6 separate regions of the Sus scrofa genome follow, and regions 1, 2, 4, 5 and 6 are each linked to region 3. Evidence: chromatin contacts called from public Hi-C and HiChIP or PLAC-seq data. All regions are on one chromosome and are shown on one strand. The core of a region is the stretch at or near the end of the contact, and the rest is flanking DNA. Distances in the headings are between cores, read along the strand shown.

What was found. Hi-C and Micro-C count contacts between places; a contact is called where the count stands out from the background. HiChIP or PLAC-seq counts read pairs in DNA pulled down with a chosen protein or histone mark.
Region 1: a contact with region 3 is called in an H3K27ac HiChIP or PLAC-seq map of alveolar macrophages. The contact joins two enhancer-like sites. A contact is called at or near these places in 1 of 47 Hi-C or Micro-C datasets (embryonic fibroblasts) and 1 of 2 datasets of contacts at active chromatin or transcription factors (alveolar macrophages).
Region 2: a Hi-C map of liver shows a contact between it and region 3, with 3 times the contacts expected there. The contact joins two enhancer-like sites. A contact is called at or near these places in 6 of 47 Hi-C or Micro-C datasets (embryonic fibroblasts, liver and skeletal muscle) and 1 of 2 datasets of contacts at active chromatin or transcription factors (alveolar macrophages).
Region 4: a contact with region 3 is called in a Hi-C map of liver, with 2.3 times the contacts expected there. The contact joins two enhancer-like sites. A contact is called at or near these places in 6 of 47 Hi-C or Micro-C datasets (brain, embryonic fibroblasts, epiblast stem cells and 2 more) and 1 of 2 datasets of contacts at active chromatin or transcription factors (alveolar macrophages).
Region 5: a contact with region 3 is called in a Hi-C map of liver, with 8 times the contacts expected there. The contact joins two enhancer-like sites. A contact is called at or near these places in 2 of 5 promoter capture datasets (fetal liver and liver), 28 of 47 Hi-C or Micro-C datasets (adipose tissue, alveolar macrophages, blood and 14 more) and 2 of 2 datasets of contacts at active chromatin or transcription factors (alveolar macrophages and skeletal muscle).
Region 6: a Hi-C map of liver shows a contact between it and region 3, with 8 times the contacts expected there. The contact joins two enhancer-like sites. A contact is called at or near these places in 4 of 47 Hi-C or Micro-C datasets (embryonic fibroblasts, liver and skeletal muscle) and 1 of 2 datasets of contacts at active chromatin or transcription factors (alveolar macrophages).

The regions. Positions count from the first base shown.
Region 1 is chr2:102,745,050-102,749,782 of Sscrofa11.1, forward strand. LOC106508433 (a long non-coding RNA gene) reads left to right here. Exons shown (of 16, transcript XR_002342060.1): 5 at 1,104-1,233. Among named protein-coding and RNA genes, the nearest start is that of ELL2, 160 kb to the left of the region's middle. Within about 2 kb of position 1,747, at least 4 of the 83 cell types and tissues checked have an H3K27ac peak or open chromatin away from gene starts, as enhancers often do. A contact at or near this core is called in alveolar macrophages, where this site is marked.
Region 2 is chr2:102,882,625-102,886,886 of Sscrofa11.1, forward strand. The region is part of intron 6 of LOC106508433 (a long non-coding RNA gene); the gene reads left to right. Among named protein-coding and RNA genes, the nearest start is that of PCSK1, 170 kb to the right of the region's middle. Within about 2 kb of position 1,892, at least 3 of the 83 cell types and tissues checked have an H3K27ac peak or open chromatin away from gene starts, as enhancers often do. A contact at or near this core is called in liver, where this site is marked.
Region 3 is chr2:102,487,889-102,492,488 of Sscrofa11.1, forward strand. No RefSeq gene overlaps it. Among named protein-coding and RNA genes, the nearest start is that of GLRX, 52 kb to the left of the region's middle. Within about 2 kb of position 2,148, at least 37 of the 83 cell types and tissues checked have an H3K27ac peak or open chromatin away from gene starts, as enhancers often do. A contact at or near this core is called in adipose tissue, alveolar macrophages, fetal liver and 1 more, where this site is marked.
Region 4 is chr2:102,826,989-102,831,460 of Sscrofa11.1, forward strand. All of the region lies in intron 6 of LOC106508433 (a long non-coding RNA gene), which reads left to right. Among named protein-coding and RNA genes, the nearest start is that of PCSK1, 220 kb to the right of the region's middle. Within about 2 kb of position 1,378, at least 7 of the 83 cell types and tissues checked have an H3K27ac peak or open chromatin away from gene starts, as enhancers often do. A contact at or near this core is called in fetal liver and liver, where this site is marked.
Region 5 is chr2:102,963,035-102,967,188 of Sscrofa11.1, forward strand. The region is part of intron 6 of LOC106508433 (a long non-coding RNA gene); the gene reads left to right. Among named protein-coding and RNA genes, the nearest start is that of PCSK1, 86 kb to the right of the region's middle. Within about 2 kb of position 2,342, at least 3 of the 83 cell types and tissues checked have an H3K27ac peak or open chromatin away from gene starts, as enhancers often do. A contact at or near this core is called in adipose tissue and liver, where this site is marked.
Region 6 is chr2:102,936,378-102,940,541 of Sscrofa11.1, forward strand. All of the region lies in intron 6 of LOC106508433 (a long non-coding RNA gene), which reads left to right. Among named protein-coding and RNA genes, the nearest start is that of PCSK1, 110 kb to the right of the region's middle. Within about 2 kb of position 1,309, at least 6 of the 83 cell types and tissues checked have an H3K27ac peak or open chromatin away from gene starts, as enhancers often do. A contact at or near this core is called in liver, where this site is marked.

The DNA.
Region 1 (4,733 bases), core at 497-2,996, 260 kb after region 3:
AAAACCTCATGGTTCCTAGTCGGATTCGTTAACCACTGAGCCACAACGGGAACTCCCTGTTTCGCACTTTTTGTGTTTTGTTTAAAAAACCTTTTCCTAATGCAATGTCAAAAGGATTTTCTTCTAGAAGTCTAATAGATTTTTACACATAGGTCTACCACCAAGTTAGCTTTGGATTTGACATGGAGATTGAAACCCTGCTTTCACTACAGTCCTCTTCTTGCTGATATGCCACATAGCTCACCGTGTAACCATGTCAGGTTTGGATGACCGTGTAGAAACTAGTATAAGAGAGCATGTGGGTGTGAGACTCAGGAGACCTTTTAAAGCTGGTAGCTATTCAATTCTCAAATCTGACAATAAATGGTATTGTTTAAATTAGGCTTGTAATTTTGTGTGTGTGTGTGTTGTATAGAAAGAGTGAGAGAAAAATATCTCACCATAGATATGGAGTTCTGGTAAATTTTTTGAGATCTTTAAACCATGGGTGGACAGATAATGCTTGAATCCAAGTTAGCTAGGTAGAAAAAGGATTTCTATACTTATGATGCCACATTTTGTTGAATTTTCTAAATATCAGACCAAGTGATATTGTTTGCTTGATTTTTTTCTTTTCTGCCCATTTCCAGGAGGCACAAAGTTCTTATTTGAAGAGAACAAACACTTTTCTTCTTGCAGCAAACCTGTGGGAAACAGGGAAGGACCAGTCTCAGGAAAACTTTTTAGCCTGATGTCTTTTTTCCTAGCCTGCCTTTTGCCCATAACCACTCCCACACGTTCTGTTCCTAAGATAGTCTGAAGTTTCAAAATGCCAACAAAAAATTCTCTGTCTTTAGGTTGTTTGGGATTGTTAATTATTGGTGGCAATGGATGAGTGTTCAGCACCTTGGAACTTTTGCAAAAGAAACTTAATAAGGATACGCTTGCTGTAGTTGGAAAGTATTTGATGAACAGCTGACCTTTCAAATGTTTACATGAATTGAATCTCTGAACTGCTAATGTTAGGAAGGTCCAAATTCTAATTCAGACTCAGACACTGAATCCCTTTGTAGGGAAAGCTTTTAAATATCTTCAGTTTTCTCATTTGTTTTTTTTTTTTAAAGGCTGACTTCACTCACCAATTAATTGGTTAATGTTTGCGAATGTTTTGAGAGGATAAAAAGCACTTTCTCAGAGCAGTGCCCTATCGTTCCCTCTCATGATTGTGGTTTGTCATCCACCTGAAGTAAGTGGGTAAGTCATGTACCAAGTTTGCATTGTAGAAAGGAAATGATTCTACAGATCCTTAACCACTGGATGAAAAAAATATGTTTCTTTCACGTGGAGTTTGTGAATAAGGCTTCCTCTGTTCTGAGGAAAAAATGCAAAAGGAAGCCTGCTTGTGTGGATTAGGTCACTTATGAATACCTTAAAAATATTTACATAAATCTCCACTGACTAACCAATTCTCTGAGCACATTCTGTAAAAATTTCTTCTCAAGTAATTTCTTTTGGAAATTCATATATATATATATATATATATATATATATATATTTTTTTTTTTTTTTTTTTTTTTGTCCCTTGTGTCTTACATGAGGCCTGGTGTTCACCATACTCAGTTGAATTAAAGAAGCCAATCCATGCAGCTAAAAGAACTTGGGGGATGGGCTGAGGAAGAAAGTTGGGGTTGAGGAATTCAGAAGGGCCTCCTTTCCATTGTGGCTTTTTTTTCCTCTGAGAGCCCGTTTCAACATATTTTTTTCCTTTGACTCAGTTGCTTCATTGCTTGAGTTCCTCTTTCCAGTGACCTGCTTTCCTCAGCAGCTGCCCCAGTTGACATGGCTGCCTCACCCTAAAGCAGTTCCACAACTTTTGCTCCGTGGTTCTGGACGTTATACAGAGAGAAAATCAGGGTACTTCTGAGTCTTCATTGAACATGTCATTTTTAAATTGTTCTAAAAGCACTGATTATTGTGGTTGCATCTGGAGTAAGAAGGTAATTCTTAGGGAATCCATGCCTTTGTCATAGATGTCATCTGGCTCCCACAAAAGGAAGGATGGATTGTGTTATTTTTGGAAACAGGAAGAAGAAATCCAGGCATCCGGCCCTCCCTGTTGAGGTCTGACCACTCCTTGAAGGAATGGAGAACAGAGGTCACATTTACGTGCTTTGCTTGACCTATGTAGCGTTCAAAAACTGAAAAACTACCACAAAACAAAACAAAAGCCCCAAACAACCCCCAAAACCCAAACTAAAGTTTTCAGCATTTAAAATCTACAGTTTTAAAAAAAAAATTGTATTGGGGAAATAACAATAAAATTTTTTTAAAAAAATCTAGAACTTTTGCATAAAAATTTGGAAACTTAGCTTCTTTTGAAATGTGAAACTCTGATATCTCTGGATTTGCATTCTGACCTGGTGACATTAACTATACTGGGGTACTGGCTGTGCCTTTGGGAGGTCTAAAGGCTCATATCACCACCTTACCACCTTGTTTCCTGGAGATCTGTAGGGTTTTACACTCAAAATAAAGGTCCAAATATATTATTAAATTAAATTAATTTTTTTTTTTTTTTTTTTTTTTTTTAGGGCTGCATGTGCGGCACATGGAGGTTCCCAGGCTAGGGGTCTAATGGGAGCTACAGCTGCCAGCCTACACCACAGCCACAGCAACGCAGGATCTGAACTGCGTCTGTGACCCACACCACAGTCTACAGCAATGCTGGATCCTTAACCCACTGAGCAAGGCCAGAGATCGAACCCTCAGTGGTTCCTAGTCAGATTCGTTTCCACTGCACCACAATGGGAACTCCCAAATATATTATTTTAAATCATTTTTTTCACTCTCTCTAGATAGTACCTTTCCTTTGAACAGGAAATAGACATGATAAAGTATGATAAGAGAATAAATGACTTTCTACCTTATTTTCCCATGTCTATTTCCTATTCTAAGAGCAGAGATTACCTAGCAAGAGTGAAAGGAATGATTTAAAATAATAGATTTGGACCTTTCTTCAGCTGTTTATAGTCAGCAATTCACAACGTTATCCAAATAATACAAATTCAAATATACCGATTCAAATATACCTCCCTTGATTCTGCTTAATGGAAGGTGTACATGTGTTACATATTCTTTGGATTAAAAAATTAAATATTTTTCAAAATTGCTTATCTAGACATTTAAGGCTTTTTAAGCAAAAACTTTTGTGTGACCACTTGACAGCTAAATAATCTCCACTGTAGTCTCTTGAGTACCAGGAGTATATTTATATCTAGAGAGGGGTAAAATGACAATTGAACATCATCAGTACCTTTTTACTGAAAAGCATGTGTCAATTTATGAGATGGCTTTTATTCTGAGATACCTTTTGTTTATGATTCCACCTTTATCCGCCTTATATAAGTTGTTTCCTAGACTAGTCTTCCTGGTGTTCATTCTTTGTTCCTGATAGCATCTCAATTTCCTTTTGGGCTCTTGTTGCTCTCACAGGTAATGCCGTCCTGGGAGTCTGGGGTCTGATGGTGGTAAATCAAGTCACCTGGATCCCCTCTAGGAAAGCCTTTGGTTCCTAGTCCCTATTGCTCCGTATGTGCCAGGAAATGGGCATATGACTAAAACTTGGAAGGCTGAAGTCACCTGGTTGTTTGAATATTGAGTGGAGTAGTGCCAAGTTAAAAGCAATGCTTAAAATTCATGCATCCCAGGGGTATTGCTCTGATGGTCAGATAGTTCCTGGCCGTGTTTCTATCCTGTTCTCAAGTCTAGTTCTCTAGTCTCCCCGTCAATCTCATGAGATTCCCCAATATTCTGTTTAATCTTCCTTTCTTTCTTTCTTATTCTTTCTTTCTTTCTTATTCTTTCTTTCTTTCTTCTTTCTTTCTTTCTTTCTTTCTTTCTTTCTTTCTTTCGGTAGAGTGGTTTTCTCTTGCATATAATCAGACAGTTCTAACAGATATATCCTGTCTTGTCATTTTGTCTGCTACTGCCCTAGTTCATTCCCCACCGTCTCTAACCTGGAATACTTAAATAGCCTCCTCACCAATCAACACAGATATATCTACAAAAACATAAGTCAAATCAAGTCACTCCTCTGCTCAAATCCTTCTACTGGCTCCCCACTTGGCTCTGAGTTAAGGTCAAAATCTTTACAATGTCTAGAAGGGCCCACTGTGATCTGTCCCCCTCTTGCCTTTGTGATCTCATCTCCTGCTACTATCTCCCTCCTGCCTATACTGGCCTCCTTGCTGGCCCTTGAATGACAGGTATACTCTAGTCCCAAGCATTTTTCTTCCTTATGCCTGATTATTTTTTCTCCACATGGCCCCTTTGGCTCAATCTCTTACCTTTGGATTTTTGTTCAGATATCACCTGCTTCTTGAGACCTTCATTGATCACCCTATTTAAATGATCAAGACCTTCTCACCACTGGCATTTCCTACCCACTTCACAGCTTATTTTAAAGTGTTATAGAACTTTCTCACCATCTGAAATACCATGTGATTTTCCTATTAATTTTTTAAAAATTGCTCACTTATGGTCACTGAAATGCAAGCTTCAAAAGGGCATATAATGTTCACTTCTGTATCACCACCATACAGAATAGTCCTTAGCACATTAATTTGTTGCATAAATGATATGCCCCTTGGGGGAGCAGTTATGTTTTGTCTGATAACATAATCCTTAATATGTAGCACAGTGCATGGTCAGAATAGGCACATGATGTTTATCTTTGTTGTTGAGCCTAGCTTCTT
Region 2 (4,262 bases), core at 642-3,141, 390 kb after region 3:
CTGTTTGTGGAGAAAGGTTGACCTCATAACCCCTTACTAATTTATCCAGGGACTAAATATTGTCCTTTGTCACATAGCTACCATATACCTTTTTAAAGTGTATTATTTCAGATTTGTTTTTCACAAGGTGATATTTAGAGACAAGGATAACATGACATTGACTATAAAAGAAGAAAGTATTAGTAAAGAAATATTCAAAATACACAGGACATTTGCCTTCATAATTTTTTGTTTGATTTTATGGTACCTGTAATTCATTTGCAATTTTATTATGATCCTTAGATGTCTGTGCCTTTTTGAGGCAAATATAGACTAGGTGTGGAGAGTATAGTATCAAGAGTTCTAGCGTCTGATTGCTGAGTTCCATTCTGGCATCACCCTTAGTTATGCGATCTTGAGAAATTATTTAAACTCTCTGTGCTTTATTTTCCTCCTTTAAAAAGGGAAATAGTAAAACTGTTTTCCTTCTAGGATTGTTGTAAAATTATAGATAATGAATTTAAAGCATGTAGTTCAGTGCCTGGTATGTGGTAAAGATGCCACGAATATCTGTAACTACTGCTTAGGTTGTTCTAGCTGCAAATGTATTACTTTATAAATTCTTGACAAACTGAAGATGCTTCCAAAATTAACTTAAAAGTCAGTCGTAGGAGGCCTATAAGTGGCATAAAAGTTAGGTAGATTAAATATAATGTACAAAGGAAGTAATAAAATCCATTTAATAGGCATTCAATAAATATTTGTTGTGTTAAAGAGGATCGTTATTAGGTATTAGCAACTCATAGAGTCGTAGACTCTCTGGATTAGGTGTGGAAATTTAAGTAAATAGCACCTTTTCCAACTGCCTCATTCAGTGTTTTCTTCTCTTCTACCATATTCCCGTGGAGTAGACAGTCATCGTAATAGTTGAACCCTTCCAGTGATGGAAGCCCATCCATAGGAGCCGGTTCCTATTACTAGAATGCTCTCTTAGGTTGGGCTGATATCTGCTTTTCTTGCTATCACTCACACTTCCTGGTTTGGCTTCTGTGACTCTTCATAAATCAGTGACTCACACATTTGAATACAGTATTCTCTATATTTTCCATTCCCTTGATGTCCCAGATGTAAATCGCCAGTTTGTTCAACTTTCTCAAGTGACATGATTTAAGTCCTCTCTTATGTTATGATTGCTAAACGTTGGAACTGGGCTTGTTTCAGTTAGAAATTGTATTTAGCTACAAACCAACAAGGACCACCAAAATAGAGGCTTAAAACTGAAAGGGGTTTATTTTTCTCTCACCCAAAAGAGACTCTGCAGTAGGCAGCTCAAAGGCAACATGTTGACTCAGCAAATTAATCAGGGACTCAGGACCTTCTAGGTTTCTTCCCTGCCAGTCTGAAGGTGTGAGTCTCATTCTCAGGCTCCAGACGTGGCCATTTGTAGCTACAGCTGCCACCTTTCAGGCAGGAAAAATGGGAAGGGCCCAGAACAACAGGGTGCATACCTCCTGAGTTCACCCCCTGCCCCTACTTTAAGGAGCTCTTTTGGACACATTAATGGCAATTTCTATTTCTTATTAGCAAGATTGTGTCTCATGCTTAACTCTAATGTAAAGAGAGGTAAGGACATATTTTTAAGCAAAGTTTCATTGTTACCCTAAATGAAAGGAGAGAATAGACTAGATGTAAGATAGGTTATGAGTAGTCTGCATTAGGATGTCCTTTTTAAATATCCTTGTCGAAATGTGACCCCCTTACCCCAACTTCAACAAACTCTAGATATGATGACCCTGAGAAGCAGAATGGGACTGTATCTGTCTCTGGAAACCTGACTTCCAGAATATGGTACCGATTAGTTAAAGATCAGAGGAAAAGTACAGAGCAGTCCTTACTTGGGCAGATCTTTGTTTATCCAACTCAATTTGAGCTCAGAGCTAGTAATCTTAATGTTTACTAAGGCTTCCTACCTGTTGAAAGTTGAACATTTGCTTTTTTCTGGAATGTTTTCTGCCCTGCACTATAATCAATGTACAAATATAGGAGGTCCACAAACCAGCTTCCACTTGTGCTAATGTCTTCATAAGGGCATGCCTTACTAAAAATTCTGTGAATAAATGGCATAATTGTAAAGTCATTTTAAGAAGGTATAGGTCACTTAAGAAAGTTCTTTATGGTGTGTGTTAGTGCCAATGATACTTAAAGAAATTACTCCAGAGTACAGTCTTGTTGGGAAGGATGGCACCTAGAAAATTCATCAGACTGCATTGTTATTAATTTCTTTCTGTCCAAGAATCACAGATTCACTGAAAGGAGGTTGGAGAGGGGAAGCATAGTAGTGGTTTTTGGGAAAAACTCTAAGTAAAAGCAAAGAAAATGCATGCTCACTATATATGGAATCCTGGAAGCTTGCGGCTGGTCTCTGAAAGTGAAAGGAGATGAAATAAGATGAATTGGTTCATCATAGACATCAACCAACACACACATTCTCTCTACAGGGAAACTCAGACCTAGCTAACTCAACTCTGGTTCCTAGCCAGACTCTTGTGGTAATAGTCAAGGGTCTTCTCGCCAGAGTCTAATGAATGCAGGTAATGCAATTAGTGACTGATTTTATTCCTCCCCCAAAAAACTGGAAAAATGCCTCAGTTGGTTTATTCTCTGTGGACTCTTTAGACCAGGAATGTTTCAGCACCAAGAATGCTGACATTTAATATCACTCGTGAGGCCACCTGAAAGGGTAAGCCCTTTCTCTTCTTGTTTTCTGCTTCATTTTTGTGCATATTAGAAATAGATAAGAGTGGAATGTAAGACACAATCTGAGAATAGGTGGACGAATGGAAATTGTGTCTGGTCTCCCCATACTGTTACTTGATTACGATAGAATTTATCTGACCATCGCTGAAGGCTTTCTCTTCAGCAGTTTTTCCATTAGCCCACAGGAAGAAGTGGCAAAACTATGATTGGATATATGGTTACTGATGTCATAAAAGCCTTGGTAACTTTTGTGGTAGAGTGCATTTTGCTTTTACCCTATGTAATCATTAGCCTGTGCTCCTTGAGAGTTCTGACTGCTATCATATATTTTTACATTTATTTTATTTATTTATTTATTTATTTAATATTACTAATTTACTTAGTACCTACAGTATTCTTGGTGTTGTGCTAAGTTCCAAGGGTGAAGAAACCTATGAGAAACTGTTTCTGTCCTCATAAAGAAATGACTAAGTGGCTACTGATAGCTTACCTTCGTACTGTATTTTGGAGTTTTTTCAAGTGTATAAGCATTATAAATAAATCCTTTAAGAAAATTTCAAGGGAGGTGGTAATAATAGCCCCATTTTAAAACTAAAGAAATTGAGGCTCGCAGAAGTTAAGTAATCTATCTGAATTGCATAGAAACTTAACATCGGAGAGTGTTAATTGTTAATTCTTGGTAAGTTTCACATTTTAATGTAAAGAATTATTTATATGTGAAATTTTACTACAAGAATCTTAGGTTAGATTTCCCTTTGTGGCTCTGCGGTAGCAAACACAGCTATTATCTATGAGAATCCAGGTTCGATCTTTGGCCCTGCTTAATGAGTTAAGGATGCGGCCTTGCCATGAGCTGTGGCGTAGATCGAAGAAGAGGCTCGGATCTGGTGTTGCTCTGGCTCTGGTGTAGGCCGGCAGCTGCAGCTCCAGTTTGACCCCTAGCCTAGGAACTTCCAAATGCCTCAGAGGCAGCCCTAAAAATAAAAATATAAAAATAAAAATAAAGAAACTTTGGTTAGGTGAAGTTGGGTGTCTGTTTTTAACCTCTTTCACTAATAGTATGTTCTGACCTAGATTCCTGAAATATAGGTATTTTATCCAGGTTGATTCATATACTGCAGATTTGAACTATTGAAAACATGTCATGAAAAGAAAGAGCAATTGAATTTGTTGGTTGTTGAGCCTATTGTGTAGTTGAAATTCTAATGGTCTCAGAATGACTGGAGTCTGACATTTAATTATGGTGAACTTGACAAAGACATACAGGCAGTTAGGGAAGTATATATTTCAAAGCAGTGAACCATATATAAATGATTACTTTAAAAATGGGATCATGTCTCCTGTATCCTAAAGAAGTCAGATAACTTTTTTTTTTTTCTTTTTGAGTAACCAAAAGTGAGGCTTTTTTTTCCCTTTAACCTTCTTTCCACACAACTTTCGTTTCTTATTTCAAAGTAGATTTTGTGGTGGTTATTGCCTCTTTTAACATGGCCTGCTATGAAAGAGTTTAATCTTTCCAGGATGAA
Region 3 (4,600 bases), core at 898-3,397:
GTTACTACCTTCCTGCATCAGTTGCCACGGCTGTTACCATTGATGAAGCCATAGAGAAGCACTGTTATTAAGGTTCATCATTTACACTAAGTTCACTCTTTGGGTTGAGCAGTTCCACGGGTTTTGACCAATGCATAAGATCATGCATCCATCACAACAGTGTCATACCCACTAGGTCCCCGTTTCTCTGTTATGTTGTCCAACTGGAATATACTTCAGCACACAGCTGTTTTTCTCTGTTTTTTTTTTTTTTTTTTTTTGCATCAGAGCCTAACAAGCCTTCTTTTACCTTATTATCTTGCCTCTACGTGTTGATGAACTCAAAAACACCCCGGCATACACCAGCCTAGACTTCACCATTCCCCTCCAGTCATAGCGCTGATGGTATTTCCCTTATCATATGGGATATTTAACAGTCAATTCGTGGAAATAGCTTTCCATGAACAAGATAACATTCAGGAAAAAAAAAAAAATCAATTTAGGAAGAATCGGTGCTGTGTGGCGTCCCCCAGCACCTCCCAGACAAAAGCCTTTTGTCTGAAGGCTTGGGGATGGTGCCACCTCGCAAGCACCAGTTTCCGCGTGGCTGCCCCAGTGGCAGGGGGATGGGCCTTCCCTGGAGGCCAGGGAGCAGGGAGAGTGGCTGGGTCCCAGCTTCCTGGCTCCTCCCAGGTAGGCTGTGCTTCAGCATCACAGCCCTCTCACGCCCACCCATCTGCTCCCTCCCAGCCTCTAGGTGGACATCTGGCACTGTTTTCTGTTGCCTTTAGGACTGGTTGGCTTCATGGGGAAATAAGCATTGGCGTTAGTGGATGTGAACTCCAGCCGTATGGGATGGCTGTAAGGAACATGTCACTCGGATTACCCAGCCGGGTCACATTGCCTCCCAGAAAAAACTGTCACGCTGTCCAGAAGGTTTTCACTCAAGGGCAAAAGACTGGCAACATCTCTTTGCCAGTTTTCGTATAAGTGCACGACAGCATTTATGAGATAATAGTACTTGGTTTTTGTTGTTGTTGTGGAAGCGATAACCAGCCAACTCAGCCTCTGCAGAGCCTGGAGCAGGACAGCATGTCTGCCTGCAGCTCGGTGCGGAGGGCATTTTTGCTCCTGCACAGGGCAAAGCTAGCCTCTCCCAAGTCCTCAGAGATGGTGCTGCCATGTGTGGTTCCTTGCGCCTGCCCTGTGTTCCACAACTGGTATGTGGCCCAGTCCACAATGCTGCTTTCCTCATCCCCCTGAGAAGGGCCCCAGCCGCCCTTCGGACCCGGTGCCTCCCCTTCAGAGATGCCCAGGCGAGCTCCGCCTGTAGGTCCTCTCATGGCCCTGGGAGGCCTTGTTTGTTTTTGCTGTCAGAGGCCAGTCTGTCCCCTGACCTCTGACCCAGAACTGTTTGTTCCAACCGATCCCAGTCTGTTGCCCTGGCTCAAAACAAAGTGGATGAAAGCTCTTTCCTCAGGCCCTGCTTTTTTGCCCGAGATGGGGGCAGTGAAAATGAGTGGTGTGATCATGTGGCTGATGAGTCACTTGGGGCCATAAATGACCAGAAAAATATACTCTAGTTTAGGGCCGAGTAGGGCACTAACAGCTGAAAAGCAGTAGAGCAAACGTTAAGATCATAGTTTTCCAGCCAAAGAGAACTGGGCTTCGGTCCTGCCTTGGACTCCTCTGAGCTGTGTAACCTTAGGCAGACCTCTTAACCTCTCTGGGCCTCGGTTTCCAAATCTGTAAAACAAGGTTGATCATAGTGCATATCTTATAGAGCAGTTGTAAAGATTATATGAAAACAAACAAAGCATCAACAACAAAACCCACAAAGGTAAGGCACCTACTGCCTGGCATAAGGAAGCTCTCAAGATACTATAGTGTTTATTTGGTCGCCAGGAAAATCCCAAAGGATCAATGTGTTGGGTCACTGGTGCTCCTAGCACCATCAGCAAACATGTCCACGTTGCCAAAGCAGTATCGCCCTTCCTCCAACACCTTTGCTTTGTCTTTCAGGTCTCCTGCTTCCACAAATGTCCATGGATCGAGGTCAGTAACCTCTTAGGCAGGGAAGGTCACCTCATGATTGTGACATACGTGAGCACATCTCTGAAGAGCCAATGAGGTTCTGGCAAAAACCCCCACAGGCTGACTTGTCTGAGTTTCCTGACATGCCCACTACCAGCCGCCTGGAAGCCGCTGAGGTTTGATTGCAGGCTGCTCCCTCCCACAGCTGGCTGGAGTTTACTTCATTTAGGAGTCAGCCCTTGATCTCCACGATGACAGCCAGTCCTGCCTGGCTGGGGGATTGTGACAGCCTTTGTTTCCATGTGGGCCAAGTCTTTTGACAAGAGGGGAAAGCTCATTAGTTAGCTGTCATCCTCAAACGTGGTTAGGTTATGAGTAATTCTACTAGGAGAGCCAGGGAGCTGGCAGCTCGTTCCATAGAGATTGTTTTATCTATTTGTACAGAGTAGTGGGAGATTAACTGGGATATTTTATGTAAAAGTCTCTGTCAACTGTGGATGTGCTTACAGATCCAGCAAGGGGGACGAAGATGATTCCGCTTTACCTACCTCTGGGAGGTCAGTGCAGACACACCTGAATATGCAACCTGGCTGTGCCTCCACGCGCGCGTGCACACACACACATGCATACACACACACACACACATGCACACACACACACACATGCACACACACACACACACATGCACACACACCACCCACATTCTATGGTGAGGAAAGGATGGTGTGTAGCCTCGAGGACAGGTTTGGATAAAGGGTGCCTATTTCTGCTATAATGTTTTGGTTCTCCTTCTCGGCAGGGCCCGGCTGTTGCCTCAAAGCCAAAAGCGCCAACAGGACTTTTTGGTCTCCGCGGTCAACTCCAGTCTGCTGCTCCATCACTCGGCTTCCAGCAGGTGGCGCTGCGTCCCGCGTAGGCCTGGCCCGCCAGTCTTAGCTCCCCGGCAGGCTCAAAAGATACCAAGAAGTCGGGAAGTGGTCCCCGCTCACGTAGAGCCGCTGCCTTGGCGAACGCAATTGATGACACAGCGGCCTGACGCGGACCTTTGTCAGAGAGATGGGATTTGGCGTTTCCGCAGAACGGAAAACAAAGTGCTTCTGCCTGCCGGGCCAGAGTTGACATTTGCTCACCATTGATTCCGGGACGTTTACAGGCAGCGTGAGTTCATGTGAAATTGCAGGACTTTGCCATGAGTCAGATTCACTTTCTGTAAATCAGAGTCAACATTACACTTCCCCGCCCCTTGGGCCATTACTTGAATTTTTAGTTCACCCGTTGTATTTGTACTGAGGAGATTCAAGTATTTCATAAGCACTTTTTTTTTTTTTAAAGGGCAACACCAACTTGGGACAGATTGGTTGTTTGAGATTTTTGTCAACTTCTACCCTTCTTCACTCAGTGAAACATATGAAGGAAATGAAAGAATCAAAATTCTGCCCTAATCCACTGTCTACATTCTTGTCTACGTGTTAAAAAAGCTCCAGGCCGATTGCCTCATCTATGCGTCTTGCTCCCTCCCACGCCTGGTCCAGTCATCATTGTCTCCATGAACAACCCCACCTGGGCTTCCTGCCAGAAAATGTTTTTCAAGTTTCGCTTGAATTTCTACATGACATACTTCTGAACATGTAAATACTACATAAGGCCAACCTATATGGGGAGCTAAGAATGACAACTTAGAATTCTCATTCTTTTTTTCAGGGCTGCGCCTGAGGCATGTGGAAGTTCCCCGGCCAGGGGTCAAATTGGAGCTCCAGTTGCCAGCCTACAGCAACGCGGGATCCGAGCTGTGTCTTCAACCCACACCACAGCTCACGGCAACGCCAGATCCTTAACTCATTGAGTGAGGCCAGGGATTGAATCTGCATCCTCACAAACACTGTGTTGTGTTTTTTGATTTTTGTTTTCTTTTTAACTTTTTTTTTTGTCTTTTCTGGGGCCGCACCAGTGGCATATGGAGGTTCCCAGGCTAGGGGTCTAATCTGAGCTGTAGCCGCCAGCCTACGCCACAGCCACAGCATGTGTTGTGTTTTTAACCTGTTGAGCCACAATGAGAACTCCAAGAATTCTCATTCTTTATGTGTGTACCATGTGTGTGTAGGTAGGTATTTTATGTGTCAACAGAAACAAATGCAAACTGATACTTGGCGAAGTAATAGATTATCATGATGCATCAGGACAGTAAAGTCACACACACACAATTACCCATTCTACCCCATTTTGGAAATGGGAAAACTGAAACTCCCAAGACCATGGTATGTCAGATGTGCAATTAGGTCTTCCAATTCCTGCCTTTAAACTTTTGCCTCTTTTCCTTTGTGTGGTGCCTGGGGACAGCCAGATGCTAGCCTGATAAGTGCCTCATTCCATTTTCAGGGGACCTGAGGTCAGGTGCCACCCCCAATTCCAGAAGCCTTGCCAAGCCAGTGCCAAGTTCCCCAACGATCAGGTGAGTGCTCTTCCCTGGTGAATCTGGTGTTTGTGACACATGTGGGCTGAGAAGCTGGCTGGCCTCTTGCTCAATATTCTCAAGTTGACAGCGTGGGTTTTCTGTAATTTGAGAGTGTGGCAGGGCAGCCAGGCATTT
Region 4 (4,472 bases), core at 128-2,627, 340 kb after region 3:
TCTGTAATCTGTTTGACAAAAATGCTTTAACATTTTATCCTTGTGGATGATGTAACTAGAGGATGGTTAATTGATGATTTGCCTTTGAATATAAGAAAGGAGTGTGAGGGAGAAATTCTTATAAAATCAGAGATTTAAATATGATTTCTTTTCATAAAATGGAAGATGAGTATACCTCAGCATTTACTTTTGAGAAAGAAAGATTCTGGCATTCAGTTTTAAAGGAAAAGCAGTCCTGTTCTTGGGCCAAAATCAGGACAAGGAATGTTCTGGCATATTTGCCTTTCAGAAAAGGCGGGGTTGGGGAATAGGAGTGGGAATATTACTTTTTTTTTTTTTTTCTTTTTGTCTTTTTGTTGTTGTTGTTGTTGCTATTTCTTGGGCCGCTCCCGCGGCATATGGAGGTTCCCAGGCTATGGGTTGAATCGGAGCTGTAGCCACCGGCCTACGCCAGAGCCACAGCAACGCGGGATCCGAGCCTTGTCTGCAACCTACACCACAGCTCACGGCAACGCCGGATCGTTAACCCACTGAGCAAGGGCAGGGATCGAACCCGCAACCTCATGGTTCCTAGTTGGATTCGTTAACCACTGCGCCACAACGGGAACTCCGGAATATTACTTTTATCTTCTAGCAAAATCTATTCTTAAGAAAGACTCAAGAACTTATTTACACTAAAGAGAAAATGACTGAACACTGCTTAAAATACCACCTCTCTCTTCCAAAGCAAGTTATAGTTTCAAAAGGATCAAATCTTTAGGTGAAAGAGTAAACTCTTTCCAATTATGATTTATTTATGTATTTGTCTTTTTTGCTTCTTTTCAAAAAGTTAATATTGAATTTTGTTCCAAAAAGGAGATTTAAGGCCTAATACAATTAATAATAAATAATTGACAACATAATTGAGATTACTAATATTGGGAATTTGAGGTTTTAGGGCAACATGGGAAGAACTGTTTATTTTATCTTGAAATCTTACTGGAGCAGGAGTTGGGTGGAAGGATCAATTCCCTTATAGTACAGCTTTTTGGCACATGTGAGATAATTTTTGGTCTAAAGTTAGTGTTTTTTAATCTCTCAGCTTGCATGGGGCATTTAGTACAGTTTACTATTCTAGCGTTAGTTCTTTGATAGCCTTCTTTTTGGTTATTTATTAACCTCATTTTAAAGTATAACTTAATCATTCAAGGAAGGTACAAAGTTCAGTTAATGTTTTCTATTGTTCCTAATTATGATAACATATAAGACCGCTGTATAACTTGAAACACCTCCTAAAACATAAAATTCCTATATGAAGCAATTAGCCTGTGGGGCACTGGCTCTGGATATCAGCATCATTCAGGGTAATCCTGCAGTAATAGAAAAATACTGCCACGTCAGTGGAATGTTTACATATTATCTGTGTTGCAGATAGTCTATGTGCTTCAGTTCTTACCTTCTCCACCTCCTCCTGCCCCTGTTGCTCTCCATATAAGGACAGGATGGCAAAGGAGATGAAATACTCCTTTAGGGGAATCCAGAAGGAAGAGAGCAGTAGATTTCCTCTTCTCTAGAGATGTCTATTTTGCAACTAATCAAGGAGGATAAATTGCTTAGGATCCAGAATTCTAACTGAACACAAGGGTTCAGTTTTCACCCCATTTGAAATAGTGTAAAAAGGAGCCCTAGAAGACTGGAGTAAGTTTCTAGGTGCTTTATTTACCAAACAGGAAAAGATTGTATTTCCCTTACCTGTCTTCCCAGAACCTAGAAGAGTGGCTAAATATATATGCATTCAGTAAATACTTGTAAGGTGAACGGATACTGGAATCTTCCTTCTGAGACCTCATTTCTAAGTGTCCATGTAATAGCTCTGAGGTACTTTTCAGGTAGCGGAAATTGTTCAGTTCCTACCCTGTGGATTGACTGAAGATGAACAAACTCCTGCTCATTATACTGAGTTTATCCAAGGTGCTCAGCTCTGGAATCAAGTTGCTTGGATTCTAATGTACCTTCACTATTAGCTAGCTGTGTAAATGGAGAGAGGTTGCTTAGCTGTTCTGGTGCTCGATTTCCTCAACTATAAAAGGGGTTGTTAGGAGAAAGAACTGATGTAATAAGTGCACAGTACTGGACAGCCATGGTCTGATAAATATTAGCCAGCAGCTGTAGTACCCCTAGCTTTGGGAAAGATCAAGTCCTACCTGCTAAAAAGAAGACTCTATTTGGCTGGAAATAATAGGAACTTCAAGGAGTTAAAGAAGAATTTCCAACTACCTGTGGCTTTTCAAGTTATGTGATAATTAAAGGAACATTGTAAAGACTGCTTTCCAGAAAGAGGTAGACAGCCATGCAAAAGGTTTTGAGTTAGGAATAAATGCTAGTGGATTTCTCTCTTAAAAGAGATTTTTAGAATTTTTTTCCAATAAAATGAAGAGAATTTATGTGTCTAAAAAATTAAAAAATAAGTTTAAAAGCCTTAAGGATGAGATTTTACTTTGAAGTTATTTTTCTTTAACAAACATAACATTCTAGCCAAATATTTATTAAGAAACAACTACATCCTAAGCATTGTGTTAGGTTCTTGGGAAGATAAGTGAAAAGGTGTGGTGCCTATCCTAAATAGTCAGATAAATGATGCCCTTCAAAATCATTATCCTGGGATCCCATGTATTTATTGCTCTCAATACCTTCAAAAAACTTTTGAACAATGCCTTCAGAGTCATTGCCCAAGCCACACAAATACAGTGTGGCCTCTTGTTTTGGAAGGACTAATATTCAGCTGACATTAAAATACCACAAATCTCCTTTATTGGTTAGTTAATGCCACATCTCAGAAACCTCCACATGTAACTGCTACACTTTCCCCTATTGGACCCTCTAGAAATCCTCACAATCCTGCTACTAAAGAGTTAATACATGGATCTTGGTCAAAGTCCTCCAGTACCTTGCTCTAGTGACATCTGTTCTGATTGATCTGTTTCCTGCCAAACCTATTGCTGAATATTTAAAAATCACTCCTAATTTTGAGTGTCATATTGCATTTCCCCTAATCCTTTTGTCACATGGTGCACCAAGGGTCCCATCTCCTACTCTAGATTACTGTTAGCTATTGATGAAGACTTAATCCAACTTTAAAGGGTGATGCTTGGCTATCTTTAAAGACATTTGTTAAAAGCAAACAGAGTAAAGGCACATCCATAAGAAAGGTCCTAAGATGGTTCTGAACAAAGGCAAACGTCATCAAGATTTGTCTAGGGTGTCCCAAGATGACTTCTCTGAGGGGATTCATTCATTTCCTATGTGAATTCCAATGATTTTATGAACAGAAAGAATAATACCAAGCCAATCACTTTAGAGTCACATCTTGCATATTAGATGAATGTCTGCTTCTAAAAGAGTTGCATTTTGAAGTCATAAAGGGATATGATAGGCATTTTGGAATTACTAATACCCAGGTATAAAAATAACTGAATATTTCTTCTAATGACAGTGTGATTCAGAATCATTCAAAATCGCATAGTGTAGCACAATCATAGAGGAAAGAGAAGTTTTTGTTGGGGAACATGAATCCAGAAACATGTTATAAAATATGCTTATTTTTAATAGGTGGATTTGTATGTGGGGATCTAAATTTATTTTTACTTTGTTATAAGATGCTCAAAAAGCAAAAGTGCCAATTGGCAAAACAAAATAAAGCAAAAAGGAAACTAAATAAAGCAAAGACAAAACTATTTATTGATTGGTGAGACCCAATTTTGAAAGGAATGAATATCTGATACTTGTGCTAAGTGACAGTTTACTTTAGGTTGGTAAATGTAGAAGGTTGATAAATGGTGTTTAATAAAATTTCTACTGGTTCAACTACTAAACCATTCTTTGAAAATCAGTAGATTTCAATCAGTGTGATACACCATATTAACAAACTGAAGAATAAAAACCAAATGTCATCTCAATAGAGGCAAGAAAATATTTTGACAAAATTCAACACCCATTTCTGATAAAACCCTCAGAAAATAGGCATAGAGGAAACCTACTTCAACATATAAAGGCCATATATGACAAAGCCACAGCTAACATCATTCTCAATGGTGAAAAGTTGAAAGCATTTCTGCTAAGATTAGGAAGAGGACAAGGATATCCACTTTAAATACTTTTATTCAACGTAATTTTGGAAGTCCTGGCCATAGCAATCAGAGAAGGAAAAGAAATAAAAGGAATTCAAATTGAAAAAGAAGTGGAATTGTCACTCTTTGCAGATGACATGATACCATATGTAGAAAATCCTAAAAATACTGCCGGAAAACTACTAGCAGTCATCAATGAATTTGGTAAAGTTGCAGGATACAAAATTAAGACAGAAGTCTCTTGCATTCCTATACACTAGCAAGAAAAGATAAGAAAGAAAAACAAAGGAAACAATCCCACTTACCATTGCATCAAAGAGAAGAAAATACCAAGGAACAAACCTACCTAAAGAGGCAAAAGACCTG
Region 5 (4,154 bases), core at 1,092-3,591, 480 kb after region 3:
GAGTTGTTTTGCAGAGGTTATGTGTTTACATTTGATCTTTAGAAAGTTAAATAAAAATATGTGAAAAGTTCCCATTGTGGAGCAGGGGAAATGAATCTGAGTAGTATCCACGAGGATGTGGATTCCATCTCTGGCCTCACTCAGTGGGTCAAGGATCCAGCGTTGCCGTCGGCTGTGGTGATCCAGGTTGCAGATGTGGCTTGGTGTAGGCTGGCAGCTGCAGCTCTGATTCAGCCCCTAGCCTAGGAACTTCCATAGGTCACAGGTGTGGCCCTAAAAAGAAAAAATAATAGTATTTGAAAAAAATTTGGAAAGTATTTGGGGTTTCTATTTAAATGGATTAGTTGAACCCTGATCCCATGAAAACCTGGAAATGAAACTGAGATAAAACAAATGTAAAACTTACAATGAAGTTTATAAGAGTCTATTATAATATGAAAGCAGAACACACAGACACACTTTAATTTCCCAATAAGCTCTGGTGTAAACCTCCTTTAGCCTGACTTCCTCTCCCCTATTTTCAACCAAGGGAAAAAAAAGGAAGTCTTTCATTTCATGATGTGCCCAACTATGGTGATCTCTATATGTCTGCGTAATAATGATTGATGATAGGTATAATTAATTTATTATCTTATAATGGCAATTGACTCCTGAGAATTTCTCTGAATGCTAGAGAAAGGGAAAAATGATTCAGACACCATTTATGTTCATAGTCGGATTGGGAAGAAGAAGCCACAAAGCCCAGAACAAAGCAGCAGGGAGATAAGAGGTCTGCATACCTGTGAGTCCATTTATGCTTGGAGGAGGCTGGGGACACCGGGTGAATCTCCTGTACTGCAGGGAGCCACATCTGTATACTATGCTTGCCATGTGCCTCCCAGGCTGGGTGACATTAATGCTTCCTTTGGCATCTGCCTCTTTAGATGAAAGATGATGCCAAGGTCAAATCTGGCCTGCTGTCTTAGGAGACCAGCAGCCCCAGTGGATGGACTCCTTTTCTCAGTTACATATCTAGATGGCTTTGGACATGATTTCTCATATCAAGCCATGGCTTCACCTCTCTTCAAGACTGTCTGTAACTTTCCAAACTCCTGTGGCCATTATCAGAGAGAGGTCGCTAAAAGAGTATCCCAAACCTTGTGAACAGATACAAGACATTATTACTTAAAATTCTCTCAAGATTCCATAGTTAAGGAACCCTATAAAAAATCTTTTGGGTGTCTCAGTCTACTTAGAATTCTTGTTGGAGGCATAACTAGGAAGGTAAGTCTTGAAATGAGAAATGAAGAGAGTAAATAGACTTTACTAATAGTGTCCATATATTTTTTGTTATCTTTTTTTTTTTTTTTGCTTTTTAGGGCCACACTTATGACATATGGAAGTTCCCAGGCTAGGGGTCAAATCAGAGCTGTAGCTGCTGGCCTACACCACAGCTACAGCGATGCCAGATCCAAGCCACACCTGCGACCTACACCACAGCTCATGGCAAAACCAGATCCTTAACCCACTGAGTGAGGCCAGGAATCAAACCTGCACCCTCATGGATGCCAGTAAGATTTGTCTCCACTGAGCCATGACGGGAACTCCAACAGTGTCCATATTTTTCTTCCTGAAAGTTGTGGCCCAACTAGACCATAATCACTAAGAAACTCTCAGCATGACCTTCCATATGTTAGGTGGAAAACCCTAAAACAAACAAAAATATAAAAACCAGGATGGAGTTTTATCCTGCTCTCATATTTTAAATGCATTTTGAAGTTCAGTTTCAAATATTGTTTATGTGAGGATCTTTGCTCTGATTTGCGACTTAATCACCCTATGCTATTGTCTCTACCCTCATCAGGCTTTGCTTTACTAATTATTCTCCTCTTCCCTTTCTTCTTCCTCCTTAGTCCTGGTTCACTCTATAAAAGAGAGCTTTAAATTCACTGGGCTGTGGTCACAGTAGAGGTAACTCATGAGCCCTAACAATGTATTTAGATAATGAAATGTGTTGAACCCTGAGTCTGAAGGAGGCAAAGCTGTTCGTATGGCTTCTCTCACAAAGAAAACTGCTCTGAGATTCAGTCTAAAGAGACTGAATTTTCAATATGTAGAAAGATGATTTTGGTGGATGGGCTTGCTGCCCTTCCCAAGGGAGACCCTATTCTCATCCTAGAGGTGATCCTGGCAGGAGGGTGCCTTATGAGCAGGGGATGCCCTGCCCTGAGGCCAGGGTAACTGGAAATGCAGCAGAACATCCTGTTCCTGGGAGAACTTCTGCCTGGTTGTTTATGCTCTAGATACTTGGCTCCTGGAGTTCTTGTGCAGATCTTTGGACCTTGGCAAGGCCATTTGTGTTTCTGTCTTGATGCATGTGCTATCCTGGCTCTGGTTTTGGGTGCCGTGTGGCAGGGAGGCTGAGCAGGCTGCCACACCATTCACTTGCCCATGGGCCCTCTGCTAAGTTTCAGAAGCAGCAATAGAACATGCACTTAACTTGGAAATAAAAACTATTACTTGAGCAAAAAAGTAGCAGAGTTCCTGCTGTAGTGCAGGGAATTAAGGATCTGGTGTTGTCTATGAGGGAGCACAGGTTTGATCCCTGAGCTGGCAACAGTGGGTTAAGGATCCAGCATTGCCACAGCTGTGGGCATAGGTCATAGCTGCGACTGGGATTTGATCCCTGGCCCTGAAACTTCCATATGGTGAAGAAAGAAAGAAAAAAAAAGTAACAAAGCATCTTCCCTAATTCTTGCTTAAATAATGAGGGTCCAGGTCTCTGGCTTTAATGGTGATTTTTAGGGTTTTTGACTATTGCCAGATATCAATATTTTTAGCTCTATAACTTGATTTGAATAGTATCAGAACACAATTGGAGGCTTTTTGCCAAGTGAGGATAGTAACATATGACCTAAGAAAATTTTTCAAGCAGCTTGGTGCCTTGGTATTTTAACTGTAAAAATGGAACCAAAATACAATGCTTAACCAAAAGCAATACAGCTAACAAAACCTTCCTTTCTGGGGTTTTGGGAAGGATACAAGGTAGTTATCATGAAGTATGTGAAGTCTCCTGGAAGGAGGACACATTTTAAATACAAGATATTACTATCACTAATTCTTGGTCATGACATTGCACACTATAAATGGGACATGAAAGAGTGGGTGAGTTAAATGATGAGGCTAAAACCACCGTGTTCTGGGGAAAACCCAGAAGAGAGAGCTGCAGATTTGTTTCATCAAGAGACACAGCTATATCTGGGCAAAGCCCCAGAGTTTAAAATGACGAGGACCCTTGACATAAACCCTGAAGTCACAGGAATGTAGACAATAATGCAGCGACACTGGTGCAGGGCACGTGGAGTCTTGTCTTTGAAGGAGAGCGGAGGTGAGTCCTGCTCAGATGAGACTCTTCTGTAATTGATTTGCTGGCTCAGGGAGCAGGTACTCTGGGAATTGCCCCGGAGTCCTGATGGAGGCTGGTGGAGAGGCTGCAGGTGGAAAGGGACAAAATGCCTTTAGCTCTGCATGGTGGGATCCTATCTTCATCCCCCAGACAGTTAAAGTCTTGCCTGAACTCATGGCCTTTCAACCAGGAAAGCATCAGAGGAAGACGTTATGGCAATCAGTTTTGAAATGGAAAAAGATGACTGGGCACGACTTTGTAAGCAGTCAGTATGAAAAGCAAGAAGGAAACTCAGCCAAGCAATGTCTTTGCTGTTTGCCTCAGGGTTATATTTTGCAACACATAATGGCTGCTATTAAACCAGGACACAGTATTATCTAATTTGTGCCGTTGTCTTCCTAGGATCTGGAACATTTTCTGCAGGAGCCCACCTTTATCTCTAGGAGACTCTGGCAAATAATTCCCGTTCAACTCAGGTCTTTCTGTAGAAGGAGCTTGATGCCAAAGCAGCTGGCTCCTCCCCTCATCTCTCTCTGGTGCTTAACATGCTTTTCGTCTTTGTTCTAAGTTGTACTAGTCTGGTTCAATTTTTATTTCGGTTAATTTTTAATGAGTTAGTAACTCAATGGTCCTGGCTTTGAATCTCTTGAACGTGGGTTGTTAGTAAGGTTTGAATCAGGTCATGGCTCTGAAATCCAGTAACATTCAGGATGTGTTTATTGACCTGTGTGGCTATTGGATCCCAGAAGGAGAAATAGCCAAAGAGTAG
Region 6 (4,164 bases), core at 59-2,558, 450 kb after region 3:
ACTCATTCATGTTATTGGATGTATCTGTAGTTCTTTTGTTAAATCGCTATGTGGATATAACATAATTGGTCTATTTACCAGCCGATAGACATTTGGGGTTGTTTTAGCTTCTAGCATTTGAGAATAAAGTAGCTGTAAACACTCATATGCAGATTTTTATGTAGGCATAGGTTTTCATTTCTCTAGGATGAATACCTACCCCTAAGTTTAACTTTGTAAGAAACTTCCAAACTTTTTTCCAAAGTAGAATTCCTATCGGCAATATTTAAATGTTCTAGCTACTTTGCATCCTCATCAGCATTTAGTATTGTCAAATATATATATATATATATATATATAATTTGAGCCATTGTAATAGGTGTGCAGTGGTATCTTATTGTGTTCTTCAAGTTTTCATAGTTTTTAAGATCAGTTTGAATTGCACATCAAATAATCAAAAGAATGTTAGACATCAGAAAGACAGTTTCTTTTACGTTTAGAATGGATAGACAATAAGGTCCTACTGCAGTACAAGGAGCTGTATCTAATCTTCTGGGAGAAACCATGATAGACAATAATATTTTTTAAAAAGAATGTATGTATTTTAAAGAAAGAATGTACATATTTTTTGAAAAGAGAGAAAAAAGACAGTTTGTTGTTTTATTAGCTTTGGACTCTGGCTCTTTGTCACGTTCTCCAACTGCTGTTGCACCACTGGGCTCTCGCTAATCATAAATTATTTAACTATGTGATTCCTAAGCATACATGGCTTCAGCATACACAGAATCTTTGCTTTCTAGCTAGTTTGGAATATTTGTATCAAAGGATTTATAATAGAATCACTGGAAGCTTTTTTTTTTTTTTTTTTTTTTATTCATACAGTATGTCAGGGAAATGCCTACCAGGGGAATATTTCTGCTCATCATCTCCAAAATGGAAAAGCAGCCAATTATTTTCTGCAGCCCTCCATGCTGACCTCACATAGAGAAGTGGCTCTGGCGATAGTAAGAGGAGAATAAAATAAAAGTTGCTGAAGCTACAGCAGCAATTTACTTTCCATTCTTGCAGAAGTTGGGCATCTTTCTTCTTGCCTTAATTTGATTATTTGTTGGGCCCCATGATCACTTGTTCTTGTTTCTCTTCCTCCTGTTGTTACTGAGCTTTGGCTTGGTTAGAGGCCCTCCTTCATCCTTTCTAGGTCGTTGTGGTATGAATGAGGTGGAGAAAGTGGAGCGCTGGTCCTTCCTCTCCAGCGTAGACTAGAACAGAACCTTCTCTGCTACACAAGCATAGCAGCTCCTTCAGGATCTCATGACTACCCCCCCCCTCCGCTTTGAATGCCTTTGCCCTCCTCTTCTGCCTGGAGAATTCCTACTTGTCCTTTAAGATCAGATCAAATGTCATCTCCTCTATGATGCCAAATTCCCTGAGTCCTGTTAGTCACATCCACTGAACTTTGTGCTTGTTTTGTTTGAAGACCTATCACATTGCCTTGTGATTATCTGTCAGCATTTCTGTATCTTTCCTAGACTCTGAACTCCTCCCAGGCAAGAACCATGTGTTAATCGTTGTTGGCTTAACACATGGTACACACTGAATAAATATTTTTTGACTGACTCTTAAAACTTGCAATGTGGCTTTTTAAATTTTATTTTTAAAAAGTTTTCTTTTTTTTTTCTTTTTTTTTGCAGTGCAGCTTTTTTAAATGCTGAGATTTTCTTCAGCTTAGAAAAGGAATGATAGAAGCATTTGTTGAACAGAATTTTTTGTTTAGTAAAAGCCATTCATATGTAGTTTGACAAAGTGCTGGTTAGAAGTGTTATTGATCCCAGAAATGGATTCCTCTCACCCTCACCCAGTCAATGTCATTATAAACCTCATGTAATGGGAAAGAAAAATCAAAGAATTAAAAGAATTTTCTGATTCTTTTCTCCATTATTAGCCTCTGATATGTGTATAAGTTATTGCTTTAGCCATGCAGCAAATTATTAGGTCTTGGGACTAAAGAAATCATTGTTTAGTATGAGTATATCCCATGCATATTTGGGACATACTTATACTTTAAACAGTCTCCTGCTGGAGTTCCCACTGTGGTACAGAGGGTTAAGAATGCAGCATTGCCACAGTTGTGGCATAGGCTGCAGCTGCAGCTCAGATTTGACCCCTCACCCAGGAACTTCCATATGCTGCAGTGCATCCAAAAAAAAAAAATTCTCTTTTATCTGAAATTTAAATTTAGCTAGGTTTCCTTTATACTATTTGGCAACTGTAGCCAATAGGAAACCTCTTTACTCCATATGATGGAATGAATGGTAAGGAATAGTCAGTGCTCTTGGAAGTTAGTCCTGAAATACATAATGGACAGTGTGAGGCTGTTATTCTCTCAGACTGGCCAGTATACATCAACTCACTTGGATGGCCAGCTTAGCCAGCTTAAGAGAAGAGAGATCAGAAAATACTTGGTGTCATGAAGAAACTTTCTTCGGTTAGAGGGAAGGGCTGAGAGGATGCAGAGGGGATCTGAAAACTCCTCACAGGGAGTGTAATGGGAATCTCAAAGGTGAATGATGCAAGAAGAAACTGACGCTCTGATCAAAGCCACTCAGTGCCAGACTTCACTAATTCCTTAGTGAGGAGAGATGAATAAGACCACACCTGAGTTATATGTGCTGTAATTAGTAACATTTATCAAACTTAATTGTCAAGTAAATATGTTTCTAGTTTTACTTAGGTTCTTCTTAAATAATATTGTATGTTTTCTGAAATATTACATGTAAGATCTCTGTTTAGATATTGTTGAATGAGAAGAACCCAAACTTGGCTGTTCTCAAAAGATTATCTAGTTATGTTCTTGTTACCTAAGGCAGAGCTAAATTTGAGTGAGCAAGGCCCCTGAATAACAGCTGCTGGTAAGAGAACAGATGCCTAAGGAGAGACTTGCCCATGTTGGGCATCACCAGCTAACCTTTTTACACACTCATCTGTTCAGAAAACCACTGTTTTTTCCATCTTTTTTTTTTTAAGTGAGGCACATTGCCTTAGAAAGATGATGCCATTCTATTTTAGAATTAAAATCTCACCTGTTTTATTCTGTATGTACTTGAAAAATAATTTCATTTAATGAATATGAATAATGACTTTAATAATTATTTAGTCATATTACATGAACCCTTCTTCCAAGGAAGTGCAAAGCCTTTTAAACAAGCCACTTCTAAAAACCATCACATCCTATTGCTCCATTGCATGCAGCAGCAATCAGAGAAGCTCTGACTCAGCACTTTATTACATTAACTTCACAAGCAGAGTGGATTCCTGGGTCAACCGAGATGGACCCCTTGGAGGGACTTACAAGAGTTTATTAGGAGGCAAAAAGCACATATAAAGCACATATGAAGTTTGGTAATATTTGTACATTGGTATTCATAATATACATTCACAGACTGCAAAGCTAGTGCTTCCTTCAGAGCCAATAATGCTACGTGTTGGAAAGCAGATCAGCAATGATTCAGATTTATCCTGAATCTATAATACTGACTGTGTAACAACAGAAACACAGTTATGAAATACTCTCATGACGTGGTCAGTTATTATAACAATAGCTCAGTGGCTTGACATTTCAGCAGTAAAATATCCAGGCATCTGAACTTCAAAAAATATCACAGCAATTTTTAGTCATAGCAGCAAACAATGTATTTGTAACGATAAGATGATTCATTTTCTTGCCTGTTAACCTTCCTGCTGAAGCATTTGCTCTCCTGCCTGGCTTGTTTGATGATGAGTGATCAATTTTGGGACATCTAGCAAGTAAGTCACTGTGTCTTTGCAAGTCTCCAGAGCAGGAGAGGGCAATTATTTTGACTTAAAGCACAACTTAATATGTTTGGTTGAACTCAAAGTAACTTCCCATGGGGAATGCGCCCTTCTTTGTTGATGTGTCAGAACACACATATCAGAGATAACAATGGTAGTATCTTGATGAGTTTATAGGAAAGTGTTTCTGGTCTAATCGACTCTCTTCCTCCTCCCTGTCTTGGCTGCAGAGGGCCATACTCTTCTTGTACCTCAGAACTTCATCAAACTCTCTTCACAGTGAGAGGGGACCAGATGCTGTGTTGTAGACATCTTTTCACTTTCATCATCTCTTCTCTCACACATGCTGTGATACCCAAGGATCACAGGGTAAAG